2 separate regions of the Sus scrofa genome follow, and region 1 is linked to region 2. The links are chromatin contacts, called in public HiChIP or PLAC-seq maps. All regions are on one chromosome and are shown on one strand. The core of a region is the stretch at or near the end of the contact, and the rest is flanking DNA. Distances in the headings are between cores, read along the strand shown.

Region 1 (6,100 bases), core at 2,739-5,238, 81 kb before region 2:
AAACAAATGAAAAATATCACAGTAGGAAGAAGTTCTGGCTGATAAGTGAAGAGGAAATTAACCCTTTTTTGTGAACCAAACAATGAGCAATTAGCCCATCAAAGTACATTTCCAATTTGTACTCAGATATTTGTTTATTTCATTCATATGAAGTTATGACCAAAAATCCTAATGGTTTGAAATGGCCCTAAATACTGAAAGTCACAGATTAGCCTATTTTAAGATAAGCAAGTTGCAATAAATAGGCTGTTCTGTGTGTGTGTACACTCACATATATACATATTCCTCTCAAACATTAGAAAACAGAAGTAGGGAGTTCCTTTGTAGCTCAGCAGTAACAAACCTGACTAGTATCCATGAGGATGTGAGTTGGATCCCTGGTCTTGCTCAGTGGGTCAAGGATCCGGTGTTGCAGTGAGTCGTGGTATAGGTTGCAGATGCGGCTCAGATCCAGGGTTGCTGTGGCTGTGGTGTAGGCCAGAAGCTGTAGCTCCCATTCAGCTCCTAGCCTGGGAACTTGTATATGCTCAGGTGAAGCCGTAAAAAGAAAAAGAAAAAAAAAAAAAAAGGAAGTACTCAATTTTTACCAATACATTTAGAAAGCTAAAAGTGTGGGCCTTCCAAGGGAAACACCTGAGGAAATTCTCAACTGGAGAAAGCGAGGTTAATATATCTTCTCAAAGTCCCTAAAGTGAAAAGTGATCCCTTAGGCAGTCAGAACCCTGAGCTACATAAGGCACAACACTAAAACAGGCTAAGTCCCATTTCTCTTCTACTCTAGTGTTGACAAGAGGTGATTAAATAACGCATAATAGCCAAGGGCTTTTTAAAATGTGCTTGACTACTCTTCATCTATGATGATATAAGCCACATATAACATATATAAATCAAAATCAAACCTGGACATGCATCCCGAAATAAAAAGGTGGTCGTCTGTACAAATTTTTATACTGTAAGCTTACTATGCAGTAGCTAGAACATGATCAACAAATAGAGGAAGAAAACTGGTTAAAACAAACAAAAAAGCTAACACATACATTTTTAACCTCTTATGGGTCCAATTATTCACCTCAAATTAGAGAAGGAAGTGATCCACATACCTGAAATACAAATTTAAGTTAAGAGCAACTGCAGTGTTGGAGGAGCTGACAATCATTATAACATCGAGGTCTTGAGACACTTTCAGTGAAGTAAAGGAAGAAATCGTAGATGGCTCCTGTGGCTGTTCATTACACATATCTTCTTGATGAAGTGCTAAGTCCACATGAGCTACATGTCTGCCATCCACAATGTCAAAAATGTCTTTGAGTAAGAGTTAAAGAAAATGCCAGTCTTAAGTATACCTAACCATTTAAAACACAGGACAAGATAGAGTTACAGACTTTGATGCTCCAACCTTATAGGAATAATAACAGAAGGAAAATGGACACTAACAACCCTGTCACATTAACCAGGTGACTATGAAGTTGGTGAACCAATAAATGATCTGATAGAGAGTTTGCTCAACAATACTTGCTAAATCTCCACCCTGTGCCAGGTCCTGAAACATCTCTAATATTTTCCACTAGTGTTCTACAACAGTGCCGTCCAAAAGAAACATAATGCAAGCCTTATCTGTCATTGTAAATCTCTCAGTAGCCTTATTAAAAAAGTAAAAGGAAGCCAGTGAACCTAATTTTAAGAATTTATTTAACCCAACACATCCAAAATATTATCATCTCTACATGTAATAAATCTTTTAAAAATTGAGGAGTTCCTGCTGTGGCACAGTGGTTTAAGAATCTGACTGCAGGTGCTAAGGTCACTATGGAGGCATGGGTTCAATCCCTGGCCTAGTGCAGTGGGTTACAGGATCTGGCTTTGCTGCAACTGTGGTGTACATTGCAGTTGCTGCTCAGATTCAGTCTCTGGCCTGGAAACTTCCATATGCCTCGGGTGAGGTCATAATTTTTTTTTTTTAATTGTAAAAAATTGAGGTATTTTACATCTTTTTTTCATACAAGTGTTCAAATCTGGTTATTTTAAATTTACAGTCCATCTCAACTTAGACGATGAATTTTCATTGGAAATACCTGGTCTGTATTTAGACTTCAAAAATTAATATTTGAGAACTTGGAACAACCAAAGTTGTTCCAAATATACTCAAAAGCTCTCCAATAACTGAATCAATTCAATTATCAGACTTTAAATCTGATAGTTAAATAAATTAAGAATTCGGTTCTTCAGTCATGCTGGCCAATCTCAAGTGCTCAACAGCAACATATGCCTACTGTGTTGGACAGCACAGTCCTATAACTGTGCTCTGCTGGCAACAAAAATGAAGTTAATCCAATATGCTATAACATTTTTCACAACAGAAATTTTCTTTTTTTCTTTTTTTTTTTTTTGTCTTTTTTAGGGCCAAACCCGAGGCATATGGAGGTTCCCAGGCTAGGAGTCCAATCGGAGCCAGAGCCATAGCAACTCAGGATCCGAGCAGCGTCTGCAATCTACACCACACTCACGGCAAGGCCGGATCCTCAACCCATTGAGCGATGCCAGGGATCGAACCCACAATCTCATGGTTCCTAGTTGGATTAGTTAACCACTGAGCCACGACGGGAACTCCTACAACAGAAATTTTGATACAGGCTATGATATAAGTAAAAGGATGAGCTACTTCTTTGTCTTTTTGTCTTTTCTAGGGCCGCACCCGTGACATATGGAGGTTCCCAGCCTAGGGGTCTAATTAGAGATGCAGCCACCGGCCTACACCAGAGCCACAGCAACTCGGGATCCAAGCCGAATCTGCAAGCTACACCACAGCTTACGGCAATGCGGGATCCTTAACCCACTGAGCGAGGCCAGGGATCAAACCCACAACCTCATGATTCCTAGTCGGTTCTGTTAACCACTGCACCATGACGGGAACTGCAGAAGAACTACTTCTTAAATGCAGAGGTCAAAGTTCCAAAAACATTCAAGGGGTCACTCTTTAAAAAATAATTTTGTTGATGACCTATGAATCTGCTAAATACAAAAAAATCCATGATGCTTTCCAAAAACAAATTAAAAATGGTTATGTAAACTATATTATTGTCTAGCATGATGGAATCATCATTAGAGATAAGAGACATATTACATTCATACATGAAAATGTGTATATCACATCCTAAGCAGTCCTCTAAATCCTTCCTCGGACAAGCACAAAGTAGGTATTTGGTAAGAAGATTCTGAATAAAAAGGTAATGTAGAACACACACAATTTAAAAACAACATTTGGCTGCAGAAGACGATTAAGACTATAAAACCAATGTATACTTATAATCTGAAAAACATTTGAATGGAATATAAAGCAATGTAACTAGTATTTTAAGTTCATGAACATCTTTTTCCCTGAAAGCATTACTGAAAAGCTAACAATTCTACCTATAGTCCAGTCCCTAAACCTAAAAGCCTACAAGGCCCATCTTTATAGGTATTCTCCTCCCCGACCTATAAACACCTTTACCAACAAGGATACAGATCCAGCCTAAACTACTCAAAACAAAAAGAATTCCTCTGCAGAGCTGTGTGTCAATAATCCTGTCCACCGTCTGTGCAGGTAAGGGTAATGTGAAACAGCTGAGTACCCTAATGTCAGCATTTCTTTCAGGAAATATAATGTGTAGGACGATACATTTGTTGATGAATAATAATGATCTGTTACTGTGAAATGACAGAATTCTCAAAGATAATAAAGATATACCTATAAAACAAAAGAATATTGTATCAAACTCATTGGTTATAATTTTACAATTTGTAAATATGATTCTGTTAACATAACACAAACAGGTAAAATAAAAAAGAACAGACATTTGACTAAGCCCAACTCTAGGCAATTATTGATCAAACTCACTTAAGTAAATGGTCATTGGAAAGTAGGTAAGGGGATAAATAAAGATGACCTATGATGTCTCTGTGCCTTCTGTTTATGGCCAGAGTGTGGCAGCACACCAGAAGATTTAAAAAGACTACTAACACACACGACCCCAAAAGAACAATCATAGACTCTTTATAAAAAGGAAAAGACGGAGTCGTGGCACAGTAGTTAACGAATCTGAGTAGGAACCACGAGGTTGCAGGCTCGATCCCTGGCCTTGCTCAGTGGGTTAAGGATCCAGCGTTGTTGTGAGCTGTGGTGTAGGCCGCAGACACGGCTCAGATCCAGCATTGCTGTGGCTCTGGCATAGGATGGCAGCTACAGCTCTGATTGGACCGCTAGCCTGGGAACCTCCATATGCCACAAGTGCCGCCCTAGAAAAGAAAAAAAAAAAAAAAAAAAGGAAAAGAAGGAACCTTATAACCAAGGTGGCAAAGATACTACTGCCTTAAAAATAAAGGCCTGACTGCTTTGATTTTTGCTGCCTTCAGCCTTCAGGATGGGATATAGCAAACAGCTCTGTCTCACTCTCACACTGTCCAACAGAAACACAATGTGCGCCACCAAATATGAGCCCACGTGTAATTTTAAATTTTCTAGTAACTGCATTTAAAAAAATAAACAGGTTAAACTGATTTTAATATATATTATTTACCCCATAGTCAAAATATCAGATCAACATGTAATAACTCAAAAACTTTTAAATACTAATTCTTCAAATCTGGAATGTATTTGACATGCAAAGGACATATTAATTCATATTAACTACATTAAGGGCTTAGTAGCCTCATGTAGCTAGGTGCCTACTGTATGGGACAAGGGAGATTATCCCTTTCTGATTTCATCTCTGTAAGAACTTTTCCTGAAATATATAAAATTATATGGATTCAAACATGCTAAAAGACCACTTGCAAATACTTACTGACATTTTGATCTCCAATGAGCTTTTGCAATGTCTCCTCACTATAGCTATACAAAACGGTTGCATCACATCTTCCATCTTTCAAATTAAACTCATAGATGAGCAGTTCATAATTTTCACTAAGAGCAAGCAGTCTGGGCTTGTCTGTTGGTGTCCCACTGTTATGAGAATCCTCCCATACAAACCTAAGGAAAAAGTACAGACTATTTATCATATTCTATACCCACATTAATATTTACCCACAGTGGTGAGGGTAAACGGACAGGACGAGTAGAGAACAACTCTTTAGTTTACCTAATAGCATTTATTCTATATACAACCTAAGGGAATGTAAACTGCCCTAGGATTTCCTGTCCCTTTCCCTTTCCTCCTTTCCCTTCTTCACCTCTTTCCCCGCAGCCTCCTTCACTGAAAAACAAGAATATAGAAGTGGGTGGTAAAAAGGTGGCAAGGAACAAGAAATGGTGGCTGTTTTATTTCTTCATCCTAAATCCTGACAATGACATGTTTAAAGGAATTTGTCATGATCAAGCATAAGTTCCAACCACCAAATACTTGTATTATTTATAAGAGGTGGTGCTAAAAACTAACAAAAAAAATTTTTTTTTTTTTTTTGGTCTTTTTGCCTTTTCTAGGGCCACTCCCGAGACGGGAACTCCCTAACAATATGTTTTGTTCATTTAAATGCTTTCAATGATTTTTTTTTAAAGTGATTATTTATATTCAGAAACTTTGAAGACTTAAATAGCACAGTAAGAAGCTCTGCCCAACAAAAACTTTGTGATAATGGAAGTGTCCTTCATATCTGCACTGTCCAACAGCCACATGTGGCCAGTGAGCACTTGAAAGTGGGTAGTGCAACTGAGAAACTAATAGCTAATGGCTAACATGCTGGACAGGCCATTACAGAATATTTTAAGTATTATAATATCAAAATAGGAGTTCCCGCCGTGGCTCAGTGGTTAACGAACCCAACTAGGAACCATGAGGTTTCGGGTTCGATCCCTGACCTTGCTCAATGGGTTAAGGATCCGGCGTTGCCTTGAGCTGTGATGTAGGTTGCAAACATGGCTCGGATCCCTCGTTGCTGTGGCTCTGGTATAGGCCGGCAGCTGTAGCTCCGATTAGACCCCTAGCCTGAGAACCTCCATATGCCGCGAGTGGGGCCCTAGAAAAGACCAAAAAAAAAAAAAAAAAAACCCAACAACCAATATGGCTAACAAGGATGGAAAAAGACTAATGATGCTACAACTTCAGATTAAATAATGAAATAAAGT
Region 2 (6,628 bases), core at 415-2,914:
ACTGTCTTGACTCTGTCACTTTATCCATAAAATGCAAAAGTTATCCCTAAATCATGAAATTTATTCACTTATTTGCTCAATCATTCACCTAATAAATATGGAGTGTCTAAGTCATTTTCCATTCACAGTTATTCTGAGAAGGGGATGATGATAATAAAACCTCTGTAAAATGTAAAGTTCTAGGCAACTTATTTTACTTCCAGTGGTTATTTCATTTCACAGCTCACTAGAACACGTAAAATTATCAAAAACTGCAGCAAGGAAGTACAAGGAAAAACTTCTTGGCACTGAGCTGGTGAAAAAAAAGAAATGAGGAATTCCTTTTTCCAAAGGCCTTAGGTAAAATATGGTCCCTACTCACTGTGGACTCTTCCTCCAAAGGTAAGCCTGCAGGCAGAGCTCTCTTCTGGCAGTCTCAGGATTTCTGAGAATGATCTTGCTCAGAGCCCATTCACAAAATCTAACTGCATTTTCCAAAGTGTCTAGTACTGACTCTGTCACAGTTCATCCTCTTTCAAATCTTATAACATTTCCTGGCCTCAGTTTCCTTACCTGTAAAATGAACAGTTCTGAACTGCTAACTGTTGATGACACAGTAAGCAGGTCACTTGCGTACTAGAGTCTTATCTGCCAGATTTCTAGGACAAGGAGTCAGTACTTAGGCTCGGGCTTGGTACTGAGTTGGGCACAGTCCCTAAGACTCCAGTGTAAATTAGAGGTTACAACTCCAATCAGATCCAATAGCTTCTTTTTATATCAACTGTTTAATGGTGATCCTTTCACTAATTTGATTATGAAAGATAAGCAACTGAGTATGTGAATGCTCTAGACTGGCTACACTGGTGAAAGAAGTGTCAGATGCTCACAACTGGCCTCAAATTTCTGTGACCCAAGACACTGAAAACTGAGGGTTGCATTATATCAATGGTTCTAATTCAGATAGGGTATTGCTGGCTATGGTATGTTTCTCTGAAGTGGTTAAAGTCTCTACATAAAATTCCCAAAACAAACCAAAATCATATCTTCGAGTTGCCTGGTAGTTGCACTCCTAGAAAACTCATTATATATGGGCCTGGCATATTAAATGGTCAATAAATAATCAAGGAGAAAATTTAAAATAATTGAAAGATGAAACATACTTTTATATGTGATTGTAAAGCCCAGGTTATAAAGATTATAAGTTTGTTTTTCATAGGAAGACAGAGAGAGAGAGAGAGAAAGAGTGTGTGTGCGTGTGTGCATGCGTGTGTGTAGGCTGGCATTCCCTGCCCTTAGCTTTCAAATACCCATAGTGACCCCCATCACTGGAGCAACCAAAACCAGCCCTATTAATTCCCAAAACTTCTCCTAGAGGGGCGTACTGCTTCCATTGAGAACCACTTTTCTAGACAGTGAAAATTGCTTATCTAGTGATAGGAAAAAGAAAAAAAGAAAACAAACAAAGAACCCAAAAAGACCACAAAATCCCCCCCCTCAAAAAACAACCACCTAAAAACCAACCAAAAAAACCCAACAACAACATCAACTAAACTCAGTCCCGCCCTTCCTCTTTCTAAGGAAACATGAGACTTCAGAGAAAGACTAGGGATGGGAAAGTCCCCTTTTCTAACCTGGAACAGCGCTTTCTGCCCAGAGACTGATGACGAAGTACCTTGGGCTCAGATTTTTGATTGGACAGTTGAGAAACTAAAATAGAGGGTTAAAAACAGAAAACCCCAGAGTTTACCACCATACAGTAGGTGGGAATAAGGACTGCGATTCCAGGCTTCATGACCTTGGCTCTATTCTTCACTGAGCACTGCTGCCAGCCTGGGCGTGTTCACCATGAGTACCTCCTCCCGCGCCGCCCCCTCCCTCTGCTTCTCCGTTTCTGTCCTTGGCATTTCCTGGCGTCTGGCTCCTTGGCCCTCTTTGCCGGCCCACTGTAGCCAGGCATCTGGGCTCGGTTCGCTCAGGCTTGGTCCCAAGAGGACAGACCACAAGCCACGGAGAAGCTGCAAAGGGGCATGCTGCTGGAGCGCACGCTTACTGCCCTATTCTTCCTGGGTAGCTACCGGGCAGCTCAGGGAGGGACAGGACAAAATATCTATATCACTGAAGAGCTGCTAGGTGCCTGGGTGGAGTCGAGCATGGTGCACACCGCTTTTCAGGGTCCTAGTGTCATCCCAAGGGTTCTCTCAGTCTTGGGCCCAGAGCAGAGGAGGGGTAGGCCAATCACGAGGGTAGTGATCCTACTAGAGGCAGGTGTCTGTGGGATCCAAGAGAAGAAATGCCTGTTAAATAGGTTGGTGCAGCTGGTAGAGCTTTGAGCACTGTACCCTCCTCTGGGCTGCCCTGTTTTATTCTGGAGCTCTACACCTCCTCACCAGGTACTAGTGCTTGTGCCTAAATCCAGATCATCCCTCACCTTTTTTGTGTATCATTACTGTGGCATCTTAGGTGTTTGTTTTGGTTAAAGCTTTATTGAGCTTTATTGAGACATAATTTACGAACCATACAATTCACCTATTTAAAATGTAAAATTCAAGATGACCAACAAGGACCTACTATATAGCACAGGGAACCATACTCAGTATTGAGTATAAGGGAAAATAATCTGAAAAAATATATATGTGTGCGTATATATATATATATGTTTGTAGAACTGAATCAGTGTACTGTATACCTAAAACTAATACACTGTAAGTTAACTACACGTCAAGATTATTTTTCATAAAAAATGTTATTCCCTAATTTCAATTGTTTAGATTTATCATTCTCTTCTCAGTACTTTTTCCATTTATATTCTTATTATAATAATAAATTAGATATTTTCTGATTTAAAAAATTAAAAAATAAAATGTACAATTGAGTGGGTTTCAGTGTTGTGCAACCATTTTCTCAATTTAAGAACATTTTCATCCCCTCAAAAGAAACACTGTACTGATTAGCCATCACTCCCCATTTTCCCTCACATCCTGGCCCTAATGAATCACTAATCTTTCTATCTCTATGGATTTGCTTATTCTTGATCTATAAATGGAATTATATAATATGTGGTCTTTTGTGATCGGCTTCTGTCACTTAATGTTTTAAAAAATCATCCATATTATACCAAGCATCAGCACCTTATTCATTTTAATTGCTAAATAATACTCCATTGTATGATGTATATGGTGTAAAGTCCCCTATTATGATGTTACTGTCAATTGCTCCCTTTATGTCTGTTAATATTTGCTTTATATATTTTGATGCTTCTGTGTCGGGGGAACACTTGTTATTATCTATCTTTTTAATTATAGCCATCCTAGTTGGTGTGAAATGGTATCTAATTATGGCTTTGCTTTGAGTTTCCCTAGTGATAACTAATGATGTGGTTTTTTAATTATATAGTTTTTAAAGTTACAAAATACTTTTTAAAAATTATTTTTATGCAGTGGTTTTGAGATCTTAATCTAGGTCACATGCCCCAAAGTCACAGAGCCTCAACTCAAACCAAATCTCTCTCTGGCAAATGCTTGAACTCCATCCCCTCTTTCCTAGAAAGAATCTAGGATAAAACTCTTCATAACCCTACTTGGTGCCACTGTTAGGGAATCGTGGCAAGATACATGGACTAAATAGTTAATTCCTTTTTTTTCTTAATTGAAGAATTGTTAATTTACAATTTTGTGTTAGTTTCAGGTGGATAGCACATTGACTCAGTTATACATATATATGTAAATGTATATGTATATGTGTGTGTATATATATATGTACACACATATTTTTTCAGATTCTTTTCCCTTATAGATTATTATGAAATATTGAATCTATTTCCTTGTGCTATACAGTAGGTCCTTGTTGGCTACCTATTTAATTTTTTTTTTTTTTGGTTTTTTTTTTTGTTTTTGTTTTTGGTCTTTCTGCTATTTCTTTGGGCCGCTCCTGCGGCATATGGAGGTTCCCAGGCTAGGGGTCCAATCGGAGCTGTAGCCACCGGCCTACGCCAGAGCCACAGCAACGCAGGATCCGAGCCGTGTCTGCAACCTACACCACAGCTCACAGCAACGCTGGATCGTTAACCCACTGAGCAAGGCAGAGACCGAACCCACAACCTCATGGTTCCTAGTCGGATTCATTAACCACTGCGCCACGACGGGAACTCCCCACCTATTTAATTTTTATTTTATTTTTTTATTTTTTGCTTTTTTAGGGCTGTACCTGTGACATATGGAAGTTCCCAGGCTAGGGGTCAAATTGGAGGTATTTTATACATGGTAGTGTGTATATGATAATCCCAAACTCCTAACTTATCCCTTCCCTCCATTTCCCCTTTAGTAACTATAAGTTTGTTTTCTATGTCTCTGAGTTTATTTCTGTCTTATAGATAAGTTCATTTGTATCATTTTTTTTAAGATTCCACATATAAGCGATATCATATATCTGTCTCTGTCTAGCTTACTTCACTTGGTATGATAATCTCTATGTCCATCCATGTTGCTGCAAATGGCATTATTTCATTCTTTTTTATGGCTCAGTAATATCCCAGTGTGTGTATGCGTGTGTGTGTGTGTGTGTGTGTGTGTGTGTGTGTGTGTGTGTGTATTCTTTCTTTGTTTATCTGTTGATGGACATTTAGACTGCCTCCATGTCTTGGCTATTGTAAATAGTACTACAATAAACACGGGTGCATGTATCCTTTTGAATTATAGTTTTCTCTGGATATATACTCAAGAATGGGATTGCAGGATCATATGGTATCTCTATTTTTAGTTTTTTAAGGAACTTCCATACTGTTCTCCATAGCAGCCGTACCATTTTACATTCCCACCAACAATGCAGGGGGGTTCCTTTTTCTCCATACCCTCTCCAGCATTTATTATTTGTAGACTTTTTTTTTTTTTTAGGGCCACACCTATGACATATGGAAGTTTCCAGGATGGAGGAAAAATCAGAGCTGGAACTGCGGCTGCCGGCCTATGCCACAGCAGCACAGAATCCAAGCCGCATATGCAACCTACACCACAGCTCATGGCAACACTGGATCCTTAACCCACTGTGCAAGAACAGGGATTGAACCTGCATCCTCATGGATACTAGTCAGGTTCATTACTGCTGAGCCACAAGGGGAACTCCCTATTATTTGTAGACTTTTTTTTTTTTTTTTTTGGTCTTTTTGCCATTTTCTTGGGCCACTCCCTCAGCATATGGAGGTTCCCAGGCTAGGGGTTGAATCAGAGCTGTAGCTACCGGCCTACACCAGAGCCACAGCAACTTGGGATCCGAGCCACGTCTGCGACCTACACCACCGAATCCTTAACTCACTGAGCAAGGCCAGGGATCGAACCCAAAACCTCATGGTTCCTAGTCAGATTAGTTAACCACTGAGCGATGACAGGAACTCCTATTTGTAGACTTTTTTGATGATGGCCATACTGACCAAAGTGAGGCGACAGACACCTCATTTTAGTTTTGATTTGCATTTCTCTAATGATTAGTGAAGTTGAACATTTTTTCATGTACCCTCAGTAGTTAATTTCTTCTTTGCTATTAGAAACTCAATATAAAGAGTTTTTTAGTTTCTCCATTTTTACTTTGAAAAAAATAAATGTTTTCTTGAGATCCTCATAATGGATCTTGGATAAAGTAATGATCCTTTCCTGGTATTTAATGACTTTGTGCTTCTCTTAGTGTAAGTGCCTGGTGGGCTTCTCCTTCTCCCCACTACCATCAGGGGATGGAATGAGGAGGAACACAAAAATTAGACTTTGTTTAAATGCATAGTTATCAAAAATTTTTGAGTATACATATTTTCTATATATCTCTATATGTTATGCTCTGTCAGTATTATTTTAAATATTACTAATGCTTAACTTTTCTCTCTTTTTTTCAGTTAAAAATTCAAATTGTGTTTTCTCATAAGTGGTTCTCAGAAGACTCACCCTACCCCACTGTGGGAACACAGCAGTTGTGGAGGAAGAGATAGGAATGGAATCAGAATCAGAATTCAAATATCCTGGAAAATCTGGGCTCTAAATTCTTATATGTCAGAGGCTGACTGGGCAGCAGCTGTGAGACACTGAGGACTTTAGCATTCACTGTAAACTTTAGCACACGTCACTTATTTCTCTGAAGATTGGATCCAAAAAGCACAATGAACACAAAAATGTCCTATGGTACCAGGGTCAAGTCCAGATAGACATGAGAATTCCGTACAGCTGGGATAGGGAGCACAATTCCTGAGGTGATCTTGGAAGCAGAATTGTTAGAACTTGGAGAAAGTGATGAAATAGTTAACCTCACTTGTGAATCTCTGGAGCCTGCAGTGATTGACCTAACTCACCATGAGTCCGTTGTGATTACTGAAGAAAGGAGGAGGTCAAGGGGAAACACATGTTTCCAAGGCCAAACTGGCAGCTGTGTGGGCAGTGATAAGGAGGGCTTGATGAGGGACAGAGATGTATATGTGACCAACAGTGCCTACCATAATGCCCTGGAAGAAAAAACTTTAAATGGCTCAGTACCTGGTTATATATGGTATTGAATTTGTAAGTATGGGTACTCAGAGACTGAACTGAGTAAATGACAGAATGTGGCCATATCTTCTGTAGGCAATGCCTGTGTACTTCCCTTAAACATAATACAAATTGCCCAGTTCGTTTGAAAA

Evidence for each region. HiChIP or PLAC-seq counts read pairs in DNA pulled down with a chosen protein or histone mark.
Region 1: an H3K27ac HiChIP or PLAC-seq map of alveolar macrophages shows a contact between it and region 2. The contact joins two enhancer-like sites. A contact is called at or near these places in 2 of 5 promoter capture datasets (fetal liver and liver), 21 of 47 Hi-C or Micro-C datasets (alveolar macrophages, blood, embryonic fibroblasts and 10 more) and 2 of 2 datasets of contacts at active chromatin or transcription factors (alveolar macrophages and skeletal muscle).

The regions. Positions count from the first base shown.
Region 1 is chr1:126,904,244-126,910,343 of Sscrofa11.1, reverse strand. SPG11 (spatacsin) reads right to left here. Exons shown (of 53, transcript XR_002345138.1): 16 at 4,824-5,008; 17 at 3,503-3,727; 18 at 1,101-1,302. Among named protein-coding and RNA genes, the nearest start is that of SPG11, 17 kb to the right of the region's middle. Within about 2 kb of position 3,988, at least 2 of the 83 cell types and tissues checked have an H3K27ac peak or open chromatin away from gene starts, as enhancers often do. A contact at or near this core is called in alveolar macrophages, where this site is marked.
Region 2 is chr1:126,820,382-126,827,009 of Sscrofa11.1, reverse strand. No RefSeq gene overlaps it. Among named protein-coding and RNA genes, the nearest start is that of B2M, 20 kb to the left of the region's middle. Within about 2 kb of position 1,664, at least 55 of the 83 cell types and tissues checked have an H3K27ac peak or open chromatin away from gene starts, as enhancers often do. A contact at or near this core is called in alveolar macrophages, where this site is marked.